Regions from separate parts of the Ovis aries genome. Here region 1 is linked to region 2. Evidence: chromatin contacts called from public Hi-C data. All regions are on one chromosome and are shown on one strand. Each heading gives the region's core, a stretch centred on a gene start, on an enhancer-like site or on the middle of the called end of the contact. The rest is flanking DNA. Distances are from core to core; before and after follow the strand shown. Region 1 overlaps LHFPL2 (LHFPL tetraspan subfamily member 2). Region 2 overlaps SCAMP1 (secretory carrier membrane protein 1).

Region 1 (7,042 bases), core at 1,636-4,135, 71 kb before region 2:
TAAGGATATTCCAGGACAGAAGACATTCATGGAGGTTGGTCCAGACACTGATTTTTTTTTTTCTGCTTTTAATTGGAGGATAATTGCTTTAGAATATCTGTGTTGGTTTCTACCATACATTAACACAGATCGGCCGTAGGCGTTTGTCTGACCCCTCCCTCTTGAAACTCCCTCCCATCTCCCACCCCATCCCACCCCTCTGGGTTTTCACAGAGCACCTGATTGAGCTCCCTGCGTCACACAGCAAATTTCCACTGGCTGTCTAATTTTACGTATGGTAATGTATATGTTTCCGTGCCACCCTCTCAGTTCATCCCACCCTCTCCTTCCCTTCCTGTGTCCACAAGTCTGTATTCTATATCTGAGTCTCCATTGCTGCCCTGCAAAGATATATATGTATGTATATATATATATATATGTATATATATATATATATCTCCACATATATGCATTAATATATGATATTTGTCTTTCTCTTTCTTACTTCACTGTGTATAATAGACTCTAGGTTCATCCACCTCATTAGAACTGAGTCGAATGAATTCCTTTTAATGGCTGAGTAATACTCCATTGTGTACAGGTACCGCAACTTCTTTATCCATTCATCTGTCGATGGCCCTCTAGGTTGCTTCTGTGTCCTAGCTGTTGTAAACAGTGCTGCGATGCAGACAGCTGGTGTGTTGAGAATGTGCCCACCGAGGACCGCCCTGCGAGGCCAGTGTGACCATCACCCCCTGTTCTTCCATGCCCTCTGTGTCCTCTGGTGCCTCTGGGGCTTTCTCCACCTTCTGGAATCCTGCTGTCCCCTCTGCCTGATCACCTTCTCCATCCTATAAACCCAGTGTTCTGTCTTCCCCGTATCCTTTTTCTGATGATCTTTGGGACATTTTCCTAATGCAATCATCCATTGGTTTACACAGTAAACATTCCTGAAATGTGCCCCCTGCCTTGTGCTATGCTCAGTGTAGGAGATAAAATCCCAATAAGCTAGAGTTAATTTTATTCACAAGGTATGGTAGATTTATAACTGAATGTTGGGGAATGACCGACAGTCACGTGAATGGGCATAGCCTGGCTCTGCGTGCGTAGTAATAGCAGGCTTGGTGCGCAAACCTGTCGTGTTCAGAGGCAGTCTAATTGAGTCTCACTGGTTGCCGGCTCCTTGGTAGGCTATTTTGTGCTACCCAGATATTTTAAACCTTACCCTTTAAGAGCTTCATGTTGATGTCAGGACATTTGAATTGAGTCATTTCTCCTTCCTTAAGAGTAAAAGGAAGCTTCTGTGATGAACATTTGGCTTACAGTCTGTGAGGTCTTTGAAAACTTGAACTTCAGTCATTCCCTGTGTGGCTGAGTGATGGGGCAGGCATTGTAGAGGTTCAGGTTCCCAGCATTTCACATGATTTAACACAGTCCAGCCTTTGGCAATCTGCCACCCTCTCTACTTGGTAGACAGGTTATGAAATTTGACACTCTTACATCTTTCTTGGAAAACCTTGTAAGTTCAGCAGTCCTTCAACGGCTGACCCATTTCTGTTAAATTCCTGTTGTCAGACCCAAGTGTGAGGTTATCTCAGACCTGTTGTCAGAATAGTCAGTGCATTTCATTGACTTTTTTTAAAAAAAAACTATCAGCCTAGTCTTTGAGTGACAGTTTATACTTTGAACACAGAAACTGGACACTGCTCTTTGTGTTTACTATGCTGCCAGCAACTTTCCCTAAAATGTGAACCGAATTCCCCAAGCATGTATTATATCATCATAGCACAGTAAAGTAGGATTTAGACAATTCCTTTAGCTGACACATGGAAGCAGAGCCTCAGAGAAGTGTGTCTACCAAAAATACAGAGAACTTCTTTAGTGAGCTAGGAGGGGTGCTTTGTGAAATCGGTTGTTTAGACGGTAAAGTGTCTGCCTGCAATGCGGGAGACTGGGTTCGATTCCTGGGTCGGGAAGATCCCCTGGAGAAGGAAATGGCAATCCACTCCAGCACTCTTGCCTGGAAAATCCCATGGACGGAGGAGCCTGATAGGCTACGGTCCATGGGGTCGCAAAGAGTCGGACACGACTGAGCGGCTTCGCTTTAGCATATTTTGCTGTCAGTTAATCTGCTTTAGGATTCCCCTCCAGGCTTCACATCTTTGGGGCCATCATCGCCCCTGTCCTTGATAAATTAAGTATGAGGGTTGAAAAGCATCGTGTCTCGGTTGTTGCAATGCTTCTTGGTTGGAAAGACACTGGACTTGGCAGTCACAGGTCCTAGGTTGGAGCCCAGATTCTAGCGTTTACTGTGTGGTTCAACTTAAGTTGTTCAGATTCCTACTCTGTAAAGTGGGGATGATAAATAAGGTCTGCTCCCACCCCAACTCCAGCGACCTCTACTCCTACTGTGGATCAAGTGAGCAAATGAATTGCAAAGTGTCCTGTAACTTACGCAGTGCTCTGCTGTGGGAGCCCCGTTCTCGCCAAGGATGGGTTTTGTGAACTCCCGCAGGGTCCCTAAAATGCCTCTTTCTGCCAAGGACAGTTACTGAGGCTTTCCCTTCTATGGGTATCTGTGCTCACAAGCAGCTGCCTCTTCACCCACCCAGGGACAGCCTGGACCTCTCTGGGACAGCTGTTTCTGATGACATTGTTTCTTCAGTTAAGCTGAAACCCAGCCTCCTAACTTCCAAGATAATTTACACTTCTTGATTCTAGTTTTACAGAGTAACACGAAACAGTTCAAATCAGTGCACATGTCCAGTTGTAGAAATGTATAACTGAGAAGGGGTCTTAAACTCAGCTTCCTGTTTTTGGCAATTCAATTCAATAAATAAGAGCTGGGGCCTGTCACGTGGGTGCTGGCTCCAGCTCTGAAGGCAGCTATTGTTTCTCCTCCTGATCTCCGGAAGTGGAACCAAAGGGCAGGGGACCAAATGGGGATGAATGGGAAACAAGAGCTTTTAACTCCTTCATGTGCAAAAATATAGTGGTTTAATTTTTTCTTTCTTTGGAATTATTGCTAGAAGAATAATACCTGCATTTTTTGGGCTAGGAATAATTGAAATAGCTCAGTGGACTATTAATCTGCAAGTGGACTTACTGATGAGCAGTGTGACTTTGAGGAAGTCAGTCATTACTCTGCAGAATTAGTTTCCCTCAGGTTTAAAGTGGGACTAAAATTTTCTGCACTGCCTATATTATATTGCTGTTAGATATAATAATGTATGTGGATTCAAATATTCACTTCTATACGCCATGTAACTCTTGGAAAATTCTTTAAACTTCTCTTTGTCTGCTTCATCTTTTAAAAGAGCATTGGTTAGTATCTACTTTAGAGTTTTTGTGAGAAATAAATGAGTTAATTTCCATGAAGTACAATAGAGCAGTGCCTGACAGCTAATGTCTAACACATTAAATATTTTATGAACTTTTGAGGGCTCTGTGATATAACATTTTTTAGTCTACTGTGTTTTTTTTATAGCATCAAAAAATAAAAATAAACTGTAACATCTTGTTTACCAAGCAAATCTAGTAACAGAATTGGCATTGTTTATCTTTCTTATCACTTTGGTAATTTCACAAAATGTGACTTGGTTGTCAGAAAAGCCTTATCATGATATTGAAAGCTTACTCCCAAATACCTTACTTCTCTGGACCTCAGGCCAGATTTATGTATTACCGAAAAAGCCCTGATGCTGGGAATGATTGAAGGCGGGAGGAGAAGGGGGCAACAGAGGATGAGATGGTGGGATGGCATCACTAACTCGATGAGCATGAGTCTGAGTAAGCTCTGGGAGTTGGTGATGGACAGGGAGGCCTGGCGGGCTGCAGTCCCTGGGTTTGCAAAGAGTCGGACGCGACTGAGTGACTGAACTGAACTGATACATTACTGGAGGTGTTTTTTTCTTTGCGGTGTAAGTTTGGAAAACTTTAAGTGGGGATTGGGATGGTTTTAGGGGCGCTAGTAGTAAAAACCTTCCTACCAATGCAGGAGACGTAAGAGTCTCGGGTTCGACCTCTGGGTGGGGAAGATTGCCTCGAGGAGGGCCTGGCAACCCAGTCTAGAGTTCCTGCCCAGAGAATCCCCTTGGACAGAGGAGCCTGGTGGGCTACCTTCCAGGGTGTCATAAAGCGTCCGATGCGACTGAGCACGCAGGCTCAACTCTGCTTTCTCTGTGGCTGTTAGGGCCTCCAGAGTTCTGTCTTAACTGCCCAGAGCTTTGCTTGTGTAAAAATCTCTACAAAAGAGACTTTTAAATGTTATCTTTGATGGGAAAGTGTCCTAATTCAGGTATTTTTGTAACCCATTTCGCTTTTAGAGATAATGAAACATTGATCAAGAACTTCATTTCTAACAGACCCATTCATAATAATCCTAGTGGCTTATTTCACAGAAGCTATTTCCAGGTGAAAACACTGATCATGACTTCCCATGATGTTCCCTGAAGGGGTAAAATTAAACTGTGGGAAATGCTTGGAATTTAACTAGTAACTAACTTATAAAGAACCTTTTAAAGAAATCATAACTCCCCTAAGCTATTATATAACAAAAGACCTTATGAGTTCAGAATTCTTTTATGTGTGTATTTTTCTTAACTGAAACCCAAGGAGTATTATTAAGTATCTTCAAGTTTATAACTGAGCTAAAATGGTTTCTTTAGACTGAGGAGCCTTTGAGTCCCGTGCTGGCTCTCCAACCTCAGATCCAGTCTGGGTTAGTGTTGATGCTGCATCTGTTAACCTGTTATCTGGACGTGAGCTTTTACTCAGATGCTGTATTATGTTATAGTCCTACATGGCATGATTAGGGTAAACATTTTTAAACATACATAAAGCACAGGTTGGTTTTATCTGCTAGTCAGTTTCTTTTCCAGGCTTTTACATTAAGGTATGCCAGATTTCTATTTGGGGAGGTGATGAATAGACTACATAGAGAGAAGGGGTGCTTTCAAGGGACCACGTGGCAGAGGGAAAAGAGCGTGATTTGGAAGCCCTGCTTCTCTATGATACTAGGGAGACTTCTCTGCTGCTTTCATCATGTGTTAATGGACCTGCTCTCTGTCTGGAAAGGTTAGAATCTGGTGCCACACAGTCCTGGGTGTACAATAAATTCCCAACAAGTGGCAACTGTGACATTTTATGTTAGAAATTTGTTCCATTTATGTTTAATATTTCAAAGCAATGCTGAACGACATTTTGGTCTATTTTATGATCGTTCTAATGGGCTTATAATTTTCTAAGATTACCTAAAGACTTTGAGAACACCGAAAGGAATACTTGATTCTGAGATAAACTAATCATTAAAAATTCTTCTTCTATTTTCTGTGTTAGAGTTTTAATGACCCTTTTTCCATTTCTCCAGTCATTGACATCCTAGTGAATTTAGCTTTAAAAGAAGTTAGCAGAGTAAGCGAAAAGGATACAAAGTGCTGCCAGGATAGAGTCCTCAGTTATAATTTTCTGTGTCATCCTATAATTCATTTCTGGATTGTCTGGGCCTCTTGTGCTTGTTTATAAAATACCTTCAGCAGGTTGTGAAGGATGTCATAAAGCGTGTGTTCATGGACCTTCCTCACCGTCCTCTTAGCTTTTCTAGTTCTCCAGTGGTTTGGATCTTGTGTTAGCGCATCAGTGTTCTTAGGAAGGGGTGGCTTCTTTGTAATAACAAGCAAAACTTTATATGCATCCTGGGGACCTATATTTGAAACATCACATATTTTAATGAGATATAAAATTGCATGGTAAGTCTTCCTTGTGTGTTTAAAATAAAAAGTAATTCTGTGTTCGATTTGTTTCTCCAGGTGGCATTTTTCTGAAGTTGCTCATTGAGACTTCTCAGCATTTCTACAGATATAATAGGTGAGTCAATGAAATCAGATGCCCTTTCCAGGTGGGTAGCAACTTACTTCTTGAAAGAGGTACAGTGTTTCAAACTTTTGGGCCCTAGTTTTTTTTATTTTTGTTTTTTGCTAGATACACCACTTTGATGGACACACACGAATGTTGTAAAGGACTCTGTAAAGTTTCATAAATGCTATTAAGTTTAATGTTGTAAATTCCTTACTTCAGTCTGACATGGTTCGTTCTGTCACCATTTATAAACAAGTTTCAGGGCTCTTTATAATGGGAAAAGCTGGCTTTAGGTTGTCTTTCTTTTTGAGCTTCTCTGTGGACCATTCACCCTTTGTTATCATTTCTCTCTGAAAGGGGAAGAAGAGATGGCTAATTCAAATTACCCAATTGTATCACTTGAAGACAGCTTGGGTAGAGGATTTGCTTAAATAGAAGTTGAAAACAGTTGACTAACAATAAGTGATTTATTATTAACTCTATAGATTTTAACTTATAAACATCACTTTGAGAGAATATTAGTAACAATACTGAGGCTGAGTAACCTCCCACAAGATGCATTCAATGAAATCAAGACAGTGGAATAATAATCATCCTCAAAGACTTTGCTGTAGTCTGGTTCTCAGAGGGCAGATGCCTGTTCAACCTGGTCTACAGGGCAGGTCCCCGACCTCTGGGATCTAATGCCTGATGATCTGAGGTGGAGCTGATGCCATAATAATAGAAGAAAATGCACAGTAAATGTAATGCATTTGAATCATCCTGAAACTATTCCCACCCCCATACCTACCTTGGTGCATGGAAAAATTGTCTTCCATGAAACTGGTCCCTGGTGCCAGAAAGGTTGGAGACTGCTGCTCAAGGGTCCTTGCTCTTGTTATGAACTTCCGGGTGGGACTCAGGCCGAGGAGCCAGTGCTTGGTATGTATATGGGACTGACTGACACCCTGCCCAGGAGGGTCCACTGTGTGCAGGGGATTTGCGGAGTATTTTCACAGATATCATCTCATTTGTGGAAAGGTTATCTTTTTAGTTTTCTTGATTCTGGAGAAGGAAAAATTGCTGTTAATATCATGAATTGAAGTACTGATTTCTCAAATGTTCTTAAAACTGCCCTAAGGACTGCTGGTTGGGTTAGCTGGGGGAGCTTGGCTTGTTTTTCTGGTTCTTTGTTTCTTTAATGGAAACTGTAAGCTCTGATGAGTTA
Region 2 (6,444 bases), core at 228-2,727:
GCATCTGTTCAACATTGAAACCAATGGTGAGACAGGAGGCTGGTGCCAGAGCAACCAAAGGATTCTTTAGAAATATACTCAGACTGTGTTTGTTCTTACAACTTGCATTTTGGCAAAAAGGACATTTTATTTTGTAAAATGTAACTGGGTGAAAAATTATATGCTATCATATATTAGGAGATCAAACCAGCCAATCCTAAAGAATATCAACCCTGAATATTCAATGGGAGGACTGATGCTGAAGCTCCAATAATCTGGCCACCTGATGTGAAGAGCTGACTCATTGGAAAAGACCCTGATGCTAGGAAAGATTAAAGGCAGGAGGAAAAGGGGGTGGCAGAGGATGAGATGGCTGGATGGCATCACCGACTCAATGGACATGAGTTTGAGCAAACTCCGGGAGATAGTTGAAGGACAGGGAAGCCTAGCGTGCTGCAGTCCATGGGGTCGCAAAGAGTCGGGCATGACTGAGCAACTGAACAACAACAATATATTCCTTTACTATGCCTAATCTTAAAGGCCAAAGGCTTGCAGAGCTGTCACTGTTCAGAGTGTAACATAAGTCATCAAAATCTTAGTATTTTGATTTTAGAACTTGGGTGTAAAAGAATATACCTCGGTGAAAAATCTCAAAATCTGAGTTACTTAAAAAAAGCTATTGACTATTAAGCTAATCCAGATGGCAGGATTTGCCCTTACGGCCTCATCTCGGGGTGACACCCAGCCGACACTTCCAAAATGCTCATGCACAAATGCCCTGGCTGTTCAGAGTTTTCTCTCTGCAGCAGTTGGAACTCAAGCCTCTCCTGGCCCTGGATCAGCCCTGACCTCACCTTGAAGTGTCTGTGAAATGTTGACCAGTTTTCTCACTTGGAAAATGGATTTAGCAGTAGAACCTATCTCAGGGTTGTTTTGAGGATTAAATCAGATCATATATGAGAGAGGCTTTTAAGCACAGTGTTTGGCACATGGTAAATAGTAAGTGGTAGCTACATGATGATTATAAAAGTATTTATGCTTTCTTGGCAGGTTTTTAGTATGTTTTTCTGTGTTCCTTAAAAGTTGCTGCATTCTAAGAAATAGAGGTGTCTTTAGAATTGGCCTGGTTCTGTTGAAACCCAGTGTGACCGCATCGTCTCAAGTCATTCCCTGGCCCTTTGTTGGCTGCCTCTGGGAACTGAAGAGCCCAGAGCAGCCCTGTGACTCTCCCATCCCTCTGGTGTCCTCAGGCCGGTTTCTGAAAGCTGAATTGATAGGACAACACAGAACTTCCTCCTCTCACTCCTCTTCCCCTGACAAGAACATTCTCCCCATCCTTCCTTTCTGGAGGCAGCTTCTAGCCGTTGAGTCCTGGTTGCAGGAGGCTTCTCAGGCTCCCCTTGCAGGATAAATCACAGGCTGCCTGGTCTTCACTGGGTGAGGGCTCGCCTGGAACTTGGCAGAGCCACCAGCACACGTCAGTCCATAGCCCTCTGGGATTCATTACAAAAGCTGGGGAATCGGCCAGCAGGGTCGTTTTCGCCAGCTGCCTTCCTTAGGCTGTGACCTGGATGTGGTCCACAGCAAAAGCGTAGAATGCAAAGATCCAAGTTTTCCATGACCGCATCAAGCAGTGTGGGTTTGGAAATACACGTAGGGCCCTCTTAGCAGCCTGTGGAATCCCCAGTGACTCAGGTTTGGGATGGAGCCACGACGATGAGCTCAGGAGCGGGCCCGCTGGCCCCGGCCTGGGCTGTTCCCCTGGGGTGGCCACAAGGCGTGACTAGCGCGGGAGCTGCTGGCCGGGCTGCCTGCTGGCTTCAGGTTCCCTTCACAGACTCTGTGCCACTTCGTGTCTTGTTGGCTCTCCCGCTTTGCAGTCCCTGTAGCCCTCTGCCTGCACCCATTTCAGCCCAGCAGGATGGCTCCAGCAAGCTGCCCACCCACTGGCTGGCTGGATGGCTGTGGGACCATGCACGCAGGCACCGCTCCCTGCCGTGGGAGCTCCAGGCCTGCTGCGCGGGTTCAGTTTCCTTGGAGGTGAGCCATGATTGAGGGGGAAGGAGGACAATGTGAAAAAAGATGGGAAAGGAGTAAAAGAAGAATCTCAGAAGACAAGCGGAGGGTTTTGTCCGTGCTGACTGGAGAGTGGCTTTGGAGTAGTCCGGGCCGCGTAAGGAGGTCGGGGTTGTCATGTGAGATCCGCCGTGATTGCTGTCTGGGGCTTGGCATTCTCACTGCGGTTTTTCACAGGGTGAAAGCTAACCTTAGCATCAGGAAGATAACCATGACTCAGCCTGACTGCAGCATCCATTCTGATGTATACCCTGCCCTACCTGTTCACTCCCAGTGACCAAGTCAGTCACTGGCAAGGAGAGAGATAAGAACAAGGGTTTGGGAAGCATGGGGAAGAGGGGAAGAGATCCCTGACTGTCTCAGAGCCACTTTTCACCTGCTTTTCTCCGAGAAGGTAGTGTGACCTTGATTGCCTGACTTCAAGACATCTTCACAGAAAAGGCAGGAGGGAAGTCAAGGGGGCACCCCCTGCTTCTCCTGAGAACGAGGCCCCAGTAGACCTGGCTGTCAGAGGCGGCTCTGAATTGCTGGCTCTCCAGTCAGAATGCCTCCACCGGAAGTGGGGTCTAACCCTTCTATATCTGAGTCATTTTAAGAGGACCACATGTAATGATTCATCCACCTTGAGGAAAAGGCAGGCCAGAATTAAATTTCAATTCAAGGATCTTTTATTTAATGCCTGCTAAATACAAAGACCCCTAGACTCAGGTCTACAATTTCTTGAGTTTCTCTGCTCCCAAGCCATATTAGAGAGTCATTGCTTCAGAAGCTGAACCCTAGAAAAGCAAACAAAAAATATCATCACATATAAAGGGAAGAAAAGAGTTCAGCTGTATCGTTAGAGGAAAAACTACTGCCTAAGAGCAAGTGGACCAAACAGGTATTAATTTGAAAAATCAGTTGGAAACACTAGAAGAAAATCGCAAACTCTCTTTAAATTCAGATAGAATATGCAGTTGATACACAAATGAAGTATTTTGCTATGGTAACCACTTAATTGTAGACAAATAATCTTGGGAGCCATGGTGATCTGTGTTCCAATTCCAGTAACAAATCATCACTTAAGTATGACTCTGAATATTTACACAGGTGGTTCAGGCACTGTTCTAAAAGCTTGATGCAGCCGTGGGGGTGTTCTAAGTTCTGATGTCACTTCAGAAGTAGTCTGCATCTCCTCTGAAGACTTCTCTGTGCTCAAGCACAGCACAGTTATGAGTTTGGATGTTGCATAGAGGCTTCCTGGTGGTTTTACTAATTAGCTCACAATCCACAATCTCTTTTTTTTTTTTTCAAAGATAGCCACTAGTACAGATGAAACCTAAACCACACACATTGAGAAACAAAGTCAATATTAAAAACTTCAAACCAAAATACTTAGTGGTTATATGTGTTCAGAGTTTAGAGGGCAACATCAGGGCCGTGGTGTTGAAAAGATGGCACCTGCTTGGTTGCAGGGATTATTTAACATTATCTGGACCCCCCAAAATCTTTAGTAGACATGAAATTTAAATTACTGTCCTGAAAATTTCAGAGCTCAATAACTACATTTTTATAGTCTCTTGTATTCTGCTATAAACTGCATTTTATTTTTTGTGGCAGCTTAAGTTGTAAGTGTATTCTGGTTATAGTCAAATAGCAGCTCTTTCTAATCCTACATGTTGGATGAATAATTTATCAAGAAATATTTTATGAACTTCTCCCAGTTGCACAGACACAGTTTAGGAAACACCTCACTTGGAATGCAAGGTAAAGTATTATCACTAACTCATGGGAAGGAATAATCTCACTAAATTACTTTGCTGGGCTGCATTTAAACAGTAAAAGTTAAAGCTTTAGAAACTACCAATGAAGTAATTTGCATAGAAGCGCGAATCATTGCTGAGGAAGGCTTAGGGAGGCTTCAGTGTGGGAGAAACTCATCTTTCTCATGGGTTGTTTCACCACATATTCTAGGGGCATCTGACAACTCTTAATTGATGGTCATTAATTTTGAGTAATTATAGAAGAAACTTCCTCTGGGGGGCTTGGCTGCAAGGTCTTGGTATGACAGCTACGCTCTGATTGTCTTCCAGAGAATTCTCTTTATTGCTCTGTCATCCGTTCTCCAGCCCCCACACTGGAAGAATATTTTTCTTGCCAATTATAATTCCATGGAAGTGTTTTTAGTAGAAAACACGTGCCCTACTAGACTCCTGCAGGGAGATGGTGTAAGCATTAGCAGAAGCTTTAAGTAAAAAATTACCCACACCCTATCCTTCACTTGTTCTCTCCTTCCCATCAGAAAACCTTGTTGGTTAAAAGCCTCTAATGTTATTGATCATATACTAAAATAACATGTCGGTATCATCTACTCTAAGACACTGGTTATCAGCTGAAAACGCTTTTCATTACCAGTGAACCCTCTGACCTCTTATTTCTGATCTGGCCTTCAGAGCAGAGTTTTTAAATGTCAAAGTTGGGTCCAGTCTAGTTTATCCATAAACCCTTGAAACTTTAAAATGAGATGCAGTGAAAACAGATTTATATTCTGAATGCCAAAGCGATGGAATTCAGAGCCTCTTTACACTCTACCTTTTTATTTGTGCAGTCAACAAACGGGCTTTTCAGAGAGGTGTCCCCATCCTAACTCAGACCTGCCTCTCTCTCTTTCTCAAACACACACACACACACACACCGCCCCCCCCCCCCCACCCCCGCCCCCCAGCAGCCTCTCACTGCCTTGGAACCAATACCAGTCCACTCCGCTAAGGTTTTGTCAGTTAAAAAGAAAAACAATGCACAGTGTGAGTTAAGTTTATTTGTGGTAAAATGAGGACTGCAGCCTGGGAGACAGCACCTCAGACAGCTCTGAGGAACTGCTCCGCAGAGGTAGGGGAGGGCCAGTATTCGTGACTTTGGTGAAGTGGGATGTATGCGGGCCAGCACGCATTTTTGCACAAGGTTGCTGCTAGTCTGGTGAAGGTTGCCGCTAGTCATGAGGAACAGATGTCTCTGTTAGTGAATTTATTGCTTTTCTAGATAAGAGATACAGGAATCGGGGCCCATAAAATCTCCTGAAAATGTCACAGAGTGCTTCGTTCCCAGTCTCCACCCTGAACTCCTGTCAGAGGGTGGTGACGGCTGGCAGCTGCAGTGGCTTAGTGACTTCATCCTTGTAGAGTCAGACGGCAGATGACAGTTTTTAGTTTCCACTAGTCATCAACAAAAATGAGAAAACTAAGGACAGTGTTGTAAGATTTCATGGTGCTATATGTGTTCAACTTAAAGACCTGTCCTTTATTCTTAGGTTGCATCCTTTACCCTTTTTTGTTAAAATGCCCTTTTTCATGAAATGATAGTAAGAGGAGATAGTGGTGTTTTTAGTGTCCATGTTCGCAACAGAAGAAATACTGACTCCCAGTAACTTTCATGGCTCTTGTGTTACTGTCCGAGGTCCTAAAGTGTGGGAACGACTCTTCTAGAATATGAGCAAGGAATGAGGCCTGCTGCATACACATGAGATGCTCAATAACTGTTGTCCACTGACAGAAACAGAGTCTGTTCTGTGTTCACTAATCTGTGCTAGAAACTATGAGTTTCTTGGGATTTTGAAAGAGTAAAGGTTGTGGTAAATGCTGCGAAGTCTCAATCCTAGCATGAACTCTGCCCTCCTAGACAGCTAGAGCATAAATAGTAATTAATGCAGTCATCATCCAAAGAACCAGTAAGAATCATTTCAGAGCTGGCTGTCACTAAAACCAAGTTCTGTTTGGGCTTTATAGAATAAGTTGTCATTGAAAAATTGAAAAACCTTAGTGGGCAATGTGATTTCAAAAGTAGAGATTCACCCAAGGGGGCATTCATGGGCAGAAGCCCTTGATTTGTGGGATGGCTAACGCTTTGTTGTGTTATACTGGTGTATGAATGCTGCTTGGAGAGCCCTGGCTCTGAATGGCCAAGAGGCACTTTGGTGCGGAGGACAGTGTCCGGGCACCTGGAGAAGTCATGCAGGCCGGGGTAGCATTGCTAACTTAGTGCTGGGGCTTGGGAGGCAAGGACCTGAGTTCTCCTTGGGTGGCAGACCCCAGGGGGCCCATCCTGGTGTATGTAGTTGTCGTAAGCAAGATTTCATGAGAGTCTGATGCGTTAGATTGAGAGCAGCACTCCCTGAATGCAGACACTGGCAGAAAGCAGGTCTCTTGTTAACAGAGGATTAACTGAACCTGATGCGTGCAGGTAGTGGTGCAAGGGTTCAGGGTTAGGTGGTCAAGACAGAGCTCCTCAGCTCTGTTCCGTGAATTAAGAAGGGCTGCTTGGAGGAGGGGAGATGGTTAAACCCGCTTGCACGAGCAAGGATGTGATTTGGAGGCTGTCTGACCATGCTCTTGGTGCTCGACTTTGTGTAATCAG

What was found. Hi-C and Micro-C count contacts between places; a contact is called where the count stands out from the background.
Region 1: a Hi-C map of hypothalamus shows a contact between it and region 2, with 1.7 times the contacts expected there. The contact joins two enhancer-like sites. A contact is called at or near these places in 3 of 16 Hi-C or Micro-C datasets (hypothalamus, retroperitoneal adipose tissue and skin fibroblasts).

What each region holds. Positions count from the first base shown.
Region 1 is chr7:9,669,649-9,676,690 of ARS-UI_Ramb_v3.0, reverse strand. LHFPL2 (LHFPL tetraspan subfamily member 2) reads left to right here. Exons shown (of 7, transcript XM_060418767.1): 4 at 5,787-5,844. Among named protein-coding and RNA genes, the nearest start is that of LHFPL2, 80 kb to the left of the region's middle. Within about 2 kb of position 2,885, at least 10 of the 54 cell types and tissues checked have an H3K27ac peak or open chromatin away from gene starts, as enhancers often do. A contact at or near this core is called in hypothalamus, where this site is marked.
Region 2 is chr7:9,597,629-9,604,072 of ARS-UI_Ramb_v3.0, reverse strand. It overlaps SCAMP1 (secretory carrier membrane protein 1), which reads right to left. Exons shown (of 10, transcript XM_060418764.1): 10 at 2,701-2,831. The coding sequence ends at 2,802. The region is part of intron 6 of LHFPL2 (LHFPL tetraspan subfamily member 2); the gene reads left to right. Among named protein-coding and RNA genes, the nearest start is that of SCAMP1, 150 kb to the right of the region's middle. Within about 2 kb of position 1,477, at least 24 of the 54 cell types and tissues checked have an H3K27ac peak or open chromatin away from gene starts, as enhancers often do. A contact at or near this core is called in hypothalamus, where this site is marked.